2 separate regions of the Rattus norvegicus genome follow, and region 1 is linked to region 2. The links are chromatin contacts, called in public Hi-C maps. All regions are on one chromosome and are shown on one strand. The core of a region is the stretch at or near the end of the contact, and the rest is flanking DNA. Distances in the headings are between cores, read along the strand shown. Region 1 overlaps Sptbn1 (spectrin, beta, non-erythrocytic 1). Region 2 overlaps Rtn4 (reticulon 4).

Evidence for each region. A called contact is a pair of places that touch in the nucleus more often than the background predicts.
Region 1: a Hi-C map of psoas muscle shows a contact between it and region 2, with 3 times the contacts expected there. The contact joins two enhancer-like sites. A contact is called at or near these places in 2 of 12 Hi-C or Micro-C datasets (kidney and psoas muscle).

What each region holds. Positions count from the first base shown.
Region 1 is chr14:108,170,994-108,177,303 of GRCr8, forward strand. Sptbn1 (spectrin, beta, non-erythrocytic 1) reads right to left here. Exons shown (of 36, transcript NM_001410274.1): 2 at 2,151-2,342. The coding sequence starts at 2,298. Among named protein-coding and RNA genes, the nearest start is that of Sptbn1, 44 kb to the right of the region's middle. Within about 2 kb of position 3,633, at least 4 of the 93 cell types and tissues checked have an H3K27ac peak or open chromatin away from gene starts, as enhancers often do.
Region 2 is chr14:107,675,932-107,682,657 of GRCr8, forward strand. The region is part of intron 3 of Rtn4 (reticulon 4); the gene reads left to right. It overlaps Eml6 (EMAP like 6), which reads right to left. Exons shown (of 44, transcript XR_010057763.1): 43 at 1,287-1,388. Among named protein-coding and RNA genes, the nearest start is that of Rtn4, 28 kb to the left of the region's middle. Within about 2 kb of position 4,415, at least 1 of the 93 cell types and tissues checked has an H3K27ac peak or open chromatin away from gene starts, as enhancers often do.

The sequences.
Region 1 (6,310 bases), core at 2,383-4,882, 490 kb after region 2:
GCCAATGATGTGCCCTGAGTAAGTACTCACTCCTTCTGTGCCTCAGATTACACTTCTACCATTCACAGAAGACAATAGCCCTCCTCAAGCAACTGTCCTGGGATTGGCTACTTTTCGGTTTTACTCTTGTTGAGACCAGATCTCACTACGCTGCTAAGGCTGGCCTCAAAATCAAAATCTTCCCTCCTCAGTCTCCCAAGTGCTAGTATAAACATATGCTACCCTGCCTGGCTTCGATGCGTTTGGAACGGTGCATGGCCCACAGAAACACATTAAGCTCTTGCTATCATTACTGTAACCCATCATTCTGGCACTAGCATCAACATCCCTAGAAGGTTATGACAAGGACCAACACCCAGAACAGCTGAGCTCTTGAATCTGAGTGTGTTGAAAGATCTCTCACAGAGAAAAACAAACAGGAGCTGGAATGGGCTGGTGCGGCTCAATGGATAAAAAGCTTCCTGTGCACATGTGAGGACTACCTGATAAACCAGACAACATGGAGGCCACCCATAAATCCAGTTCTCCAGAAGCAGAGGCAGGAGATTATTTTGCAAGCTGGCTACCTAAACTATCCAGAATTAGTGATGCTTCAGTTTAGTGAGACATATAATAAATAAAGTAGAGTGACTAAGGCAGATAACACATCGACTTTGGATCTCCACACACCTGTGCATATGTGTACATGCACATGTACCTATATACATCCAAAACATGTGCACATACGTGTCCATGCATTTCACATACATATGAAAAAGAAAAAGAAAAAAACCCCAAGAAACTGCTCTATGTTGTATAAATAAAATGCTCTTAAAACAAGACAACATAGGTTAGCTTGGAACTAGAACATGAAGCTTATGATCTGAGGTAACTAGCTACCACCAGCAGAATGGTCTTAAGTCTCAAATGAGGATTCATGAAAAAGAATGTTAAAGTACCAACTGATTCAGCAGCACGGACCACATTCGTGATTTCCAAAGGCCTTCCTAATGCTGTGATACCTCAGGTTCTGGGACCCCCAACCATAAAATTATTTTCATTGCTAAATTCATAACTGTGATTTTGTTACCATTATGAATTGTAATGTAAATATCTATGGTCTTTGACGACCCCTGTGAAAGGGTCATTTGACCCCCAGTGCGGTTGAGGCCCACAGGTTAAGAACCACTGCTTTGGGCCAACCTGGTCATATCATTTAAGGTCATGAAAAATTCTATCAAAAGCTAGAACGTGCTGACTCTATGACCAATAATTTCTCTGTCACTTTAGCCACTTGATTAGATGTCCTCCTTCTTGAAAACAGTGTTTCATAATCAGATTCTACTATAAAGACAACAGAAAAGTGAACTAGAATTAACAATCAATAGGGAATATATCTGCTCATCATGGTATAATCTATCATAATTAATGACACTAAAAGGAAAAATCATTCACCCACTTTCTCATTCTGAAACAATCCTCTAAAATCTCAAAAGTACACGCAAAGAGTATCTTAAATACACTCCATTTTGACTCTTGTTTTATACATGTCTGGTACTGCTCAGTTTTCAGAGTGATGGAACCTTTTCCTGACATTGCTGCCTGCTGATGAAGGCCACTGAAATGTTCTATGTATTCAGCAGCAGCAAGGGAATACCAATCACACAGGAAGGACAATCCACACTAATGGGAATGGTCAATGGCAAACCTGCTCATTAACAGCATTAAATACAGCCTTCCCACAGGACACGGCTGCTTTCAGATCTAAAGACCTTGCAGTAGATACTCACTAACCTTGCACTGCTAAGATCAGTTAATCTGCCACTGGCACTAAGAACACAGCCATTTTATGGATATTTTATATAAATATGGTATGATAAAACATTTGAAATGAAAGATGTGTTACAAATAAAAAAATCCTTGCAAACTCTTAGCAGCTCTTTCTAAATTGCTGTAAACATTATTTACTGTGTTCTAAACTATGTTAGCTATTAAGGTTGGCAGCTCTCCAAAAGTAAATGTCTTATAAAAGGGTCAGCTAGTTGTCGTAGGATATGTTAAAGCAAGGGGAGATCAACTTCAAGCAAGACAGCTTAAAGGAGAAATGGCTGCTGTTCAAGGGCTATAGAACATCTGGTGACAGGTGAGACACACAACTTCAGGACACTCACCTGCCAGGGCCTTGATGCGGGAGCGCTCAAAGAGCCGTGCAGAGCTGTTCTCATTGTCCCAGTCATCCACGTCCCAGCGGTTGTTCACATCGCTGTACTGCTGCTGGATCTCAATGTTGTCATAGTCTGTGGCCACCGTGGTCGTCATCTTGGCTGTCTCAGCTGCTTGTCCACATCAGTTACTTCTGAGTTCTGTGACACAGAAAGGAAAAGCATAGGTATGTATTCAAAGCACACAGCCTCCACAGAGCTGCAGGAGCATAGTTTCTGCTTGTCCAGATGCACCTTCTAGAGCCAAGGCTGATTTTCAACTTTGGCTCTGCTTCATACCACAAGTGTGACCTCGGCCCCAAACACGGAGGAGGGAGGAGACTGAATGAAACGCTGGATGCCAAATTAATGTTCTTTTAAAAACGAGTTTAAATTGGCTGGGCAATGGTGGCGCATAACTTTAATCCCAGCACTCAGGAGGCAGAGGCAGGCTGATCTCTGCATTTAAGGCCAGAGTGAGTTCCAAGACAGCTGTGGTTACATAGAGAACCCACGTCTTAAAAAACAAACAAACAAACAAAAAACCCAAAACAGAGCAAAACAAAGTGAAAATCAAAAGAAATGAAGGTGAGGGTTTAATGTTTTAATCGGGGTTATAGCAACATCTACATGGGTCTTCTTGAATGCATTCACTTAGTTTTATGGTCTATTACCTTCTAGTTTCTCATTTATCAACAACTATATAAGAAAAACGAACAAACCATTCGGTCTCTGTATCTCGTTTACATATTCAAAATTGATGCCTAAGATCCAGACCTAAGCATAAGACATCAAAGATAGTATCTGTGCATAGTAAATACTCAAGTATTATAATTATTTATGCCATTGTTTCTATAAATTCTAGGACCCACTCTTCTAGAGCTCACTGCGGATAATGGTGTTTTTTTTTTTTTTTGGAATAATTATGAAATAAGCTCTGGCCCACTAATTATGTCTATTCATGGAGGTTCATGTTTAGCTTTAAATACAGTTCCTCCATTCAATAAAGCCATTATTCACATGCAAAACCCAAGTATATTGAGGAATTACTACATGCTCAGCATTGCTCTAGATTCCTGGGGAAGAACAACAAACCAACAAACGATGCGAGTGAAGCTTACGTCCTCATAGAAGGGAGACACAACATACAAGAAAAGCCACAGAGTTAAGGAAAATAAAACGCAAACAGATGAATTTGAGAGTGGCTATTTTAGCTGGTCAGAAATAAATACACTGCTTAGTACTGAAGTAGATCTCAGTGTCTAAAAGGCACAGACCATTCCCAGATCAGGAAGAGTGGCAAACCAGACAAAGGAAACACCATGGCATGCTCAGTACAGCTGGAGTCCGGTGTGCAGAGGGAGAAGTAAGGAGAGATAAGGCTACAGGAGCTAGACAGAGTCAGGCCAGACTTGGCTGAGTCTAGAATGATGACCTTTGATCCAGCATCTGCCGAAGGATTGTTCTTGGTGCCATGTGGAAACACATTCTAGGGTCAAAAATAGAAGCAGAGCTGGTTGGAGGCTACCCCAGAGACGGAAGTGGTTTGGCACTGGCAGTAGCAGACGTGAATGTGAATGTGGTAGTGGTGTGTGTGGGTATTTGTGTCAGGTGTGCTGACAGGACATGGAGAAAGGTCCAGCTGAAAGGTCATGGGTTCAGACTCCATCTTAGAGAACCTGACCTAGGGCTGAACTCGGGCTAACTAACAGCCGGTGTCTAGCACCAGTTTCCAGGTTACTCCCCAACAAATCTGCACCTCCAGGTTACATGCCTGCCCCTTGCCACTTCATTTCCTAACAACCATCAACCAGCAGAAAAGAACTAGTTGAGTTTATGGTTTGACACCTAGCACCAGCCAATTATGTTAAAGGACAACAATAGCCCCCAATTAGATGCTTGCAGGCTTAGACACCTCCATCCCTTGCTTGTCCTTTCCTATAAAACCTTGTCCCCATGAGTTGAGTTCAGGGCTGCTTCACCAAACCGTCCCGTGGGTCAGTGGTGAGATAAGCCCAGGCTCCAGCTTGGAATAAAGAGACCCTAATGTGATTACCCGGGAGTCTGCTCCTGGTTGGTGTTTTGGGTTCTTGAACGCTTCTTGGTACAACATGGCCAGTCCTATGGCATTTGTAAGGGTCTGTGCTTGATTCTATTGGTATAGTTAAACTCCTGTATGTGTTCAATTTCACTGCAGGGACTCAGGCCCAGTCAGGTACACAAAGCTATCTAAGTAAGTAAAGTGCACATCTAAGAAGGGAATGTAATGGAAATAGCTCCTGTCTTGGTGGTAGAAAAATAACAAGGGGAATTGATGCTGGTTATCTCCTCTCCTTCTCCCTCCTAACCTTAAGATTAAAAGATTAATAGTAAGAGTTTTGCACATGGATGCTCACTTGGCTCAAGCTTCAGTGTGCACCAAGAGTGTACGCAGGGGCCAGCCTGCACAGTTCATCACTAGTATCTGTGTGCTAATAGAACAAGATCACCGCCCAGCAACAGAGGACTGCACCAGGGTCTCCATGCTGAAATGAACCACCTGTGTCTGGGATGGCACCATCAGGGGCTCAAGCAGTCCCCCTGCTTCCTCTTTTACCATTACAGTTCTCTCACAAACCATTAACATACCCTATGTGCTCTTGAGGAAAGAGCACCAAAAGACCAACCAGGAGCAGACTCCTGGGTAACCACATTAGGGTCTCTTTATCCCAAGCTGGAGCCTGGGCTTACCTCACCACTGACCCACGGGACGGTTTGGTGAAGCAGCCCTGAACTCTCATCGGGACAAGGTTTTATAGGAAGTGGCAAGCAAGGGGGTGGAAATGCAGACAGATGTAATCGAGCCCAACAACACAAACGTATTGGTATATTAACTTAACAGTTATGTTAACGACATATTTACAGGATTTCACAAAACCACTAATTAACAAGCTAAAACCTAGCGATTGAGTGACCTTATAGTTAAACAACTCTAACACAGGGATGGGGGGCAAGAAGGCAAGATTACACACTAGTAACCTTGGAGATGGTTAATTTTCACGACTACTGCAACATTACAGCTTTTTAAAACCTATCTTGGAATATTCTATCTCTAGTAAAGAAAAACTTTACAATACTCGGAGTACAATCATTCAAAGTATAGAAAAGTTGATTTAATCCAACTCAAGGAGAAACCCAAACAGGGCGAACCTTTCACCAGGTAAGTTCTATCAGCTATTTGGTGCCATCTACTGACCAAGCTGAATAAGCTACACTGTGGCTCCAGGGCCCTTAGTACCTGCCTAGGTGCCTACTCCCTTGTCCTGGCTTTGGAGTCTCCCTCCCACTGTGGCCCTTCCCAGCTCTCACAAGTGGCTGAACCTCTTCACACCTCTGACCCACCCTAATGAGTTATTCCTTTTGTGTGTGTGTGTTTTTTTTTCTGGCTAATTTAGCACATTTATAGCTGGCACAATACATTCTTTCCTAAGTGTTCTTAAGTAATAATGTTATTTAATATATCATTATCATTCCTTAAAGACATGAATGTCAGGCCAAAATTCCTGCTAGTCTATGCACAGAAAACACACTGATGCTATCAGTGACTAATGTAATTCAGGTACCCAAGAGCCTAGAATTTGAGTACCAGGGACATTTTTTTTCTCCCGTATTATCTATCTCTCCAGAGACATTATCATTACCAAGCGAGTTCTGGTGGTGATAAAACATTTTGTCTGGTTTGTTCTCTACCCTGCCCCTACGGCACTTTCAAGGCTATTTATCCTCCAGGGTTATCTTGAGAACTTAATTCAACATCACCAAGTAAGTGGCCTGAGTGAAGATAGGTGAAATGAACAAATATAGGGAATGTACCCTAAAGCACTGAGATGTCAGACATCCACCTTGCTCCAAAACTCTTCAGCAAGAGGCTGTGCACTATGAACACAACTTACACCACATAAGGATGTATCCCCTGGAAACCTTATCTACAGGGCATTTGTTTCCAAGGTGCTATCAATCATGGACAGATGAAATGAATACTTCTTATATGGCTGAGAGTGGATAACCAGGAGAGAAAAGCTGGAGTTTGGGTTTCCCTTTGACATGGCCCTCAGCACTTCAGCACACATGTGTCTGTCCATTAATGGTTT
Region 2 (6,726 bases), core at 3,165-5,664:
GAGGAATCTAGATTTTTAGAAATGTAAAGAAAAAAAAAGCTTAGGTGACTGAAACTGAAAATTTCTCCACTGAAATAATTAATTTAATAAACATAAATACATTGATTTTTTTTTCCGATCATACTTTCCAGGATACAAAGTATGATCGCTTTAAGCTCAGTAAATCCAGAAAAAAAAGGGAAGTTTGCAACCTTGAAACTGAAGTTATTAACCCATTTGGATTAGTCCATTTCTGTCTTGTGGGTTAACTGTTGATTTTAGAGTTTCAAGTGAAACTGAAAACACAGAAGCACAATTGAACTGTCCCTCGAGAAAGAAAAGAGAAGTCTGGTGCAGATTCAGTCTGTGTGTTTAGGTATATTTAGTGGTTGGCTCTGTTGGAAGTCTTTCCCTTTCTTTGGTAGCTGGTTTTTTGGTTTTGGTTTTTTTTGGTAGCTGTCCCCTTCCCTGCAAAGGCAGCTCCATTTGGCATGCACAGCAAGCAAACGGATAGGACAATAATCAGATAGAAGGAAAGCATTAATGTCTGAGTATTAGTAGCCTAGTTACAGATTGTACTGCGTCAGCTTGCTCCACACCCCGAAGACATCAGGTGACTCCAGCCCTGCTGCAGTTGTGCAGCAGGGACTGCAGGCTTAGTCTGGGGAAGCGGGTGTTTCATGTCTCAGGGAGAATTTTGCAGTTTACAGCGTTTCTGTTGGTATGCATAATTTGTAATTGCTGCTGGAGGGCAGATCGTGGCAAGAAATGGACGGACAGAAGAAACATTGGAAGGACAAGGGTATGTCTTTCACTCGTTCTTTTATGTAACCACTAAGAGTTCGTGGGTAAGCTTTGCAGTTTAGATATACTTAGGATTGAAGGTGAAGCCTGTGAGCATGAAATGCTTAAGATTAAAGCAAAACAGCTGCCTCCGGTGTTTTTACAGTCGGTTGTGTACAGAAAAGATGTCATATTCTGTTTCAGTGGTGTTCGGTTTAGTCATTTTAGACCTGTCTGTTGTGTTTCTTTCTAATCTTGTGTGTTGAAATTGGTATAGGATTAACATCTCTCTCATTTGTTGGCCGCTTTGGTGTGAAGAATGTATAACCATCTCTGTAGTCTGATGGCATTTCATGACGATTTTAAATAAATCTCAGCTGGTGTGCCTGAAATTTGTCCATAGATTTGTAGGTAGCAGAGTTGCATTGCTATCTTTGAAAATCAAATGGGAATCTTTGAAGTTCTTATTTTAACTTTTCTGTATTTCATAGTTTTAAATGCATATCTAAATTTAAAGTACTAACCTTTGTCCTTATAATAACCAATCAGTGATCTTGATCCCCTTCCTCCTCTTGAAAATTCAGATCCTTTAAAGTCTCTGTGGCTCATTGTGTAAGAATTTAAACCTGCAAAGTAGTAGTAAAATATCGACTTGAATTATTTTAACAGCATTTTATTATGTTGCTTGACAACTGCTATTTAATATGAGAGAGAAAGAGAACAGCAACGAGTCATGTATCTGAATAAGTTGTCTTAAAAATTGTTAGACTTGTTCTTAAGTGGCCCAAATAAGCATATCACTCAAAGGGTTTGGTTTTGTTTTCCTGGCTATTCTTTTGTTATTAACACAGGGATAATGCTAAAAGCATTTCTGCAGCAATGACCTGCTTTAAAAACAAAACCAAAACCAACCAAGAAAAATGTAGGGGAAAGGTAAGTTTAACATTGAATTCAAATGAGTCTTTGTTAAAGATCTTTTATTGAACATAAAGGGGAAAAGCTGTGAGCTTTATTATAAAAAGGCCTTTTCTTTAGCTTAGTCCTAAATGTTAAAGGTGAAGTGAATCAATATGCTAGTTTTTGGTAAGTAGAAAGATACTTACCAAATATAAATATAATAAAGTGGGTGAAAAGCCACAGTAGGCCCATTCTGCAACTTTCAAGTCTTAGTGTGAACAACTTCAATTGTCTAGTATTAAAATATTAAGCTCTTACTAAGATAATGCAGGGATATAAAGACAAGAGATTAAGATGCAGTAGAATCTACCTTTTATCAGAGATTTAACTATTAAAGGCTCTTAAACAAACTGAGAATCACTCTTGAATCTCTCTGCTGAGCCTTGCTTTATTTGTTTGTAAATCTGGTCGGCTGATACTTTTTAGTGCCTTTTGTTTTTAGTGCTTGTTTCAGTAAGTCAGACCAACTTTATTTTTTTCCATATCTAGGTGTTGTTATATTTTAGTGTTTTTCTGTATCAGCTGCTAATGCTAAAGATCATATATAGTAAGATTTAAATTGGAAATCACTGAGATGCTTGAGGTGAATGAGTTTTTCCTTACTTTGAAAAAGTGAGGAACCTAGAAGAAGGAACCTATCCTGAGGTGTCTGGGTAAACTTAAAATAATAGACTCAGGCCTGGTCCCCCAGACCTGCATTGTCCTCCCAGACTCCCTTCCCAAATCTGTCACCAGTAACAAATAGAATTCTGATTTCGTGTTTGGCTTTGCTTTTGTTTTGGTGAAGTTTTAAATGTTTTTGCTTATTAGATATCTAGTCGTTTTGGTAAAGAACAGTATTATAATTGGTATTGTTACAGTCTTACTATTTTCTGTTTATTGGCAGAATATGTTGACAAATGAAATCTATAATATTTCATTATTGAGGTTCTATGGAAAAGTTAGATGAAGATGAAGGAAGGAAGGAAGACTTGTGAGTCAGGTCAGGTGTGTGGGAGAGTGATGGAGGAGTGATGGAGGAGTGATGGAAGAGTGATGGAAGACTGATGGAAGAGTGATGGAAGAGTGATGGAGGAGTGATGGAGGAGTGATGGAGGAGTGATGGAAGACTGATGGAAGAGTGATGGAAGACTGATGGAAGAGTGATGGAGGAGTGATGGGAGAGTGATGGAGGAGTGATGGAAGAGTGATGGAGGAGTGATGGAAGAGTGATGGAAGAGTGATGGGAGAGTGATGGAGGAGTGATGGAAGAGTGATGGAGGAGTGACGGAGGAGTGATGGAAGACTGATGGAAGAGTGATGGGAGAGTGATGGGAGAGTGATGGGAGAGTGATGGAAGAGTGATGTCAGCAGCAGAGAGAGACAACTCCACACTGTAACCCAGGTCAGCCCGCAGGTTCTTTTTCAGACAGTACAGGAAAGAAATTTAGACCATACGGTAGGAAGAAAAGATTAAAGACAAAGAGGTGCCTGGGAAGAAAATATAATATACTGTGCTCACAGTTCTCAAAGAATTGGAATTAGCAGCAGCATAGCATTTTTGTGGCTCTCAAGGTACATTTCAAAGGATTGCTCAGAAACTTTTTCTGTACATGAGATTATAGAACTCATAGTTCCTTGGATGGGCTCAAACCTAATAAGATAAACTCAGGAGTTTAGGGTTGCACCAGGAACTAGGACATGCCCTTTTGTTTGTAAGCTGGACTTCCGTTGAGATTCCTAAGAATTTGCAAATGTTAATTTTGTTGGAATTCTTGATTCTTAGTTGGTAAGAGGCTTCACCAGGTGAGCGGCTCTGTTGGGCTCTGTTCTCTTCCCATCCCTGTAGTTTTTCCTTCCTTTCTAATCACACCTGCTTTGTAAGCACTAAGAAGATAGGACCAAGACAGTGACTAGAATATTTTGGATAGAGTAGATTGTATAGGATAATAGTGGAAAGATAGATTTGTAGGATCAAAGATGACAGAAGGTTAGAAGGTCTAGGTCAGATTTCCTGAAGCTTCTCTGTGGTTCACAAAAAAAAAAAATGATTCCTGTGATTCTATCAAAGCAAGTTTATAGGGTCTGGCAATCTGGTGTCATCATTTTATTACTGGGCAGATTTGGAAAACAATCTAGGGGCTCACACTTCAGTTCTAATATGCTTTGATTTTGACTAGGTAAGAAACTTCCTCTAAGTTTTTATAGGGTTCCAGTTTTGAGGTTCTCTGGGGTTTTATGACAAGATGTTCTGGGCCAGGTTGTGTTGGTTTGATGTTTTAAGTAAGTAGTAATAACTGATGACTGGTTCAGAAGGCCATCTGTGGTGTAGTATAAGCTGGAGGAGAAAAGCCTGAGTTTGGGATGGCTGTAGTTATGCCCGGTTTTTACAAAAGAACACCCAGAACCTCCTCATCTGAAGTGGGAATGAAAAGGAAGTAACAGATTTAAGAACAATAAGTGAAGAAATATTTGATACTTCTCATAGGTTGCAGGACTATATGAAGTCACAATCGCAATGAACAACTGTGCTTAGCATCAGATTTCATTTTGAAGGCCAAATTGAGTTCCAGACACTTTGAAGTGATGGAAATGCCAAGCAATGATAAAGAATATACAACAAATGCAAAGTGAGGGTATCTTCTTCAAAAGCTAAAGATAGGGAAGCAAAGCCAGTAGCTCCGAGCCTGCATTAGTGGAGTACCAGGAGAAGTTAGCTCTAACAGCAGTAGAAGGAGCAGGAGGGCGTGGTTTCACCAAGAGAAGACTGGTTGTAGAGAAGCTGTTTAGGATGAAGAAAAAGTGATTACAGACTGTCAGATTTTAGGAGAAAGTGTAATATTGCCTATTTTTACTAGTGCTTTTGTAGATTGGGAAGTTCAACTGCTTTAGATGACCTTCGTGAGAAGTTTCAGTAGCATTAAAATTCAGTTTGATTATGCTTCAAGACTCTTGCAGTCTTCCCTTGTGAACTCGTATAGGGCTTCCTAGTCTTGTCTGGAAGTCATTTCAACTTCTGTGAAAGCTTGAAGTGGATGAGGTGTAGGTGTATGTGCTACTGCTAAGCGGGGAGGAGCAAAGGGCCTGCCCAGGTGCCTGAAATGCTAGCCTTCCCTTGAGCCTAGGGAGGAGTTAGGCTGAGTTTGTCATTAACCAATTTTAAGAACTGCTAATCTTAGGAAAATACCTGTTTTTAATTCTAAATTGAGCTAAAGCTCACTTAAACTTGGTCATTCATTCATTGTCTTTTTCTAGATTTTTCTTTTTTTTTTTTTTGTAAGTAGCGGGACTGCATTGTAGAAAATAGAGAAAGGCTTTTGTGTGTGTGTGTGTGTGTGTGTGTGTGTGTGTGTGTGTGTGTGTGTGTTTTAAAGATTTCTTTATTATATATAAGTATACTGTAGCTGTCTTCAGACACACCAGAAGAAAGCATCAGATCTCATTACACATGGCTGTGAGCCACCATGTGGTTGCTGGGAATTGAACTCAGGACCTCTGGAAGAGCAGTCAGTGCTCTCAACCACTGAGCCATCTCTCCAGCGCCTGGTTCTCACTCTTAAGAAAAAAAGAGCAATAGTCTTATTATATCTACTGTGGGAAAAGGTAGATGTGGTTAGTAGCTTAGTACTGTTAAAAGATTAAATCTCCTGAGACTTCTACTGAGTCTGGTATCCTTTCTCTTAAGGACTGGATTACATACTTTACTGTAGGAAGAATGTTTAAACAGTGAATAGAATTCTCTTTACTTTTTTTTTTTTTAACTTAATCTCATCTCTGTTGGTAGAATTTGGGCTTACGGGTGTTGAATTTAATTTTGCCAGTGTTGTTTGAATTCTTGGAGCTATGTTCTGAGACCAAATTATTCGTCTGTGCTTTATTATAGCCAAGGTTGACTTAAACTGTGTATATAAGGTGCTGTGTGTGTGTGTGTGTGTGTGTGTGTGTGTGTGTGTGTGATCTGTTTAATGGCTTTTACATTTACTTCGTATGCTTGTGAGAGGTGTGATAGGCACTAAAATAATAACGTGTTGGCTTTTCTTATATGTAGCACCACCACCTTGTTTATTTTGTATAAATGTAAACCAACTCAAATATGAAAAGCCATGAAGCATTAACAGAGCCTTGCATACCTGAAAGTGAGAATATTGAAACAAATTTGGGAATGTCTCCTTTCAGACTACAGACTTTGCAAGATTGAGATTTTTTCTGTAAAAAATATGAGGAACATGCATGTACTCCACGTATGCAGACCTTTATAACTAATTTTTATAACTAAAAGTTGTCATGTTTTGTGCAAGGCGTGTTTAGGAGTACGTAGATAGATACATATTAAAAATACTTAACTTTAACTTAAAATGGTATTAAATCTATAGCTTTTGCTATGAATGGAAAACTACACCATGGTTTAGAGAAATTGGAAATGTGAAGTTAGGGATATTTTCTATTCCATTTTTGTATTGATGCCCCCTATCCCCACATTGAAAAATTTTTATGTGTGTAAGTGTGTGGGCTCCCCATGTTGCCGTGTATATGAAGATCGGAGGATGACATCCATGGGTCCTATGGGTCCCAGGTATCAGACTCAGGTCATCCAACTTGTGCCTTTTTACCCACTGTATCAGTTTGTCAGCCCTGTTTGTATTGAAAGATTTATGACCTAAATAAGTCATGGTTTTAATTATTAGTAAGTCAAATGTAGTGAATAGTAGGAACTCACTATTCTTTATTATTTTTTTTTAAAGTTGTTTTTAAATACAGCTTTAAAATCGAAACCTGACTTCAGGCTAACTTAAATGCGTATTTCATTTAAGGAAAATGTAACAGGATGACTTGTGCATGTAAGGCATTTGGTCTAGCACTATTTTTAGCTACAGCAGATGACAACCTGTGATTACCAAATGTATGCAGCTCTTTGCACTGAGTCAGTGAAAGAAAAACTGGGCTCCCTTAAATTTCAATTTTAGTTAGGTAAAGTACACTATATGGAATAATCAAAAAGTGTTCTACATTTTTAAAATTTGAAAACAA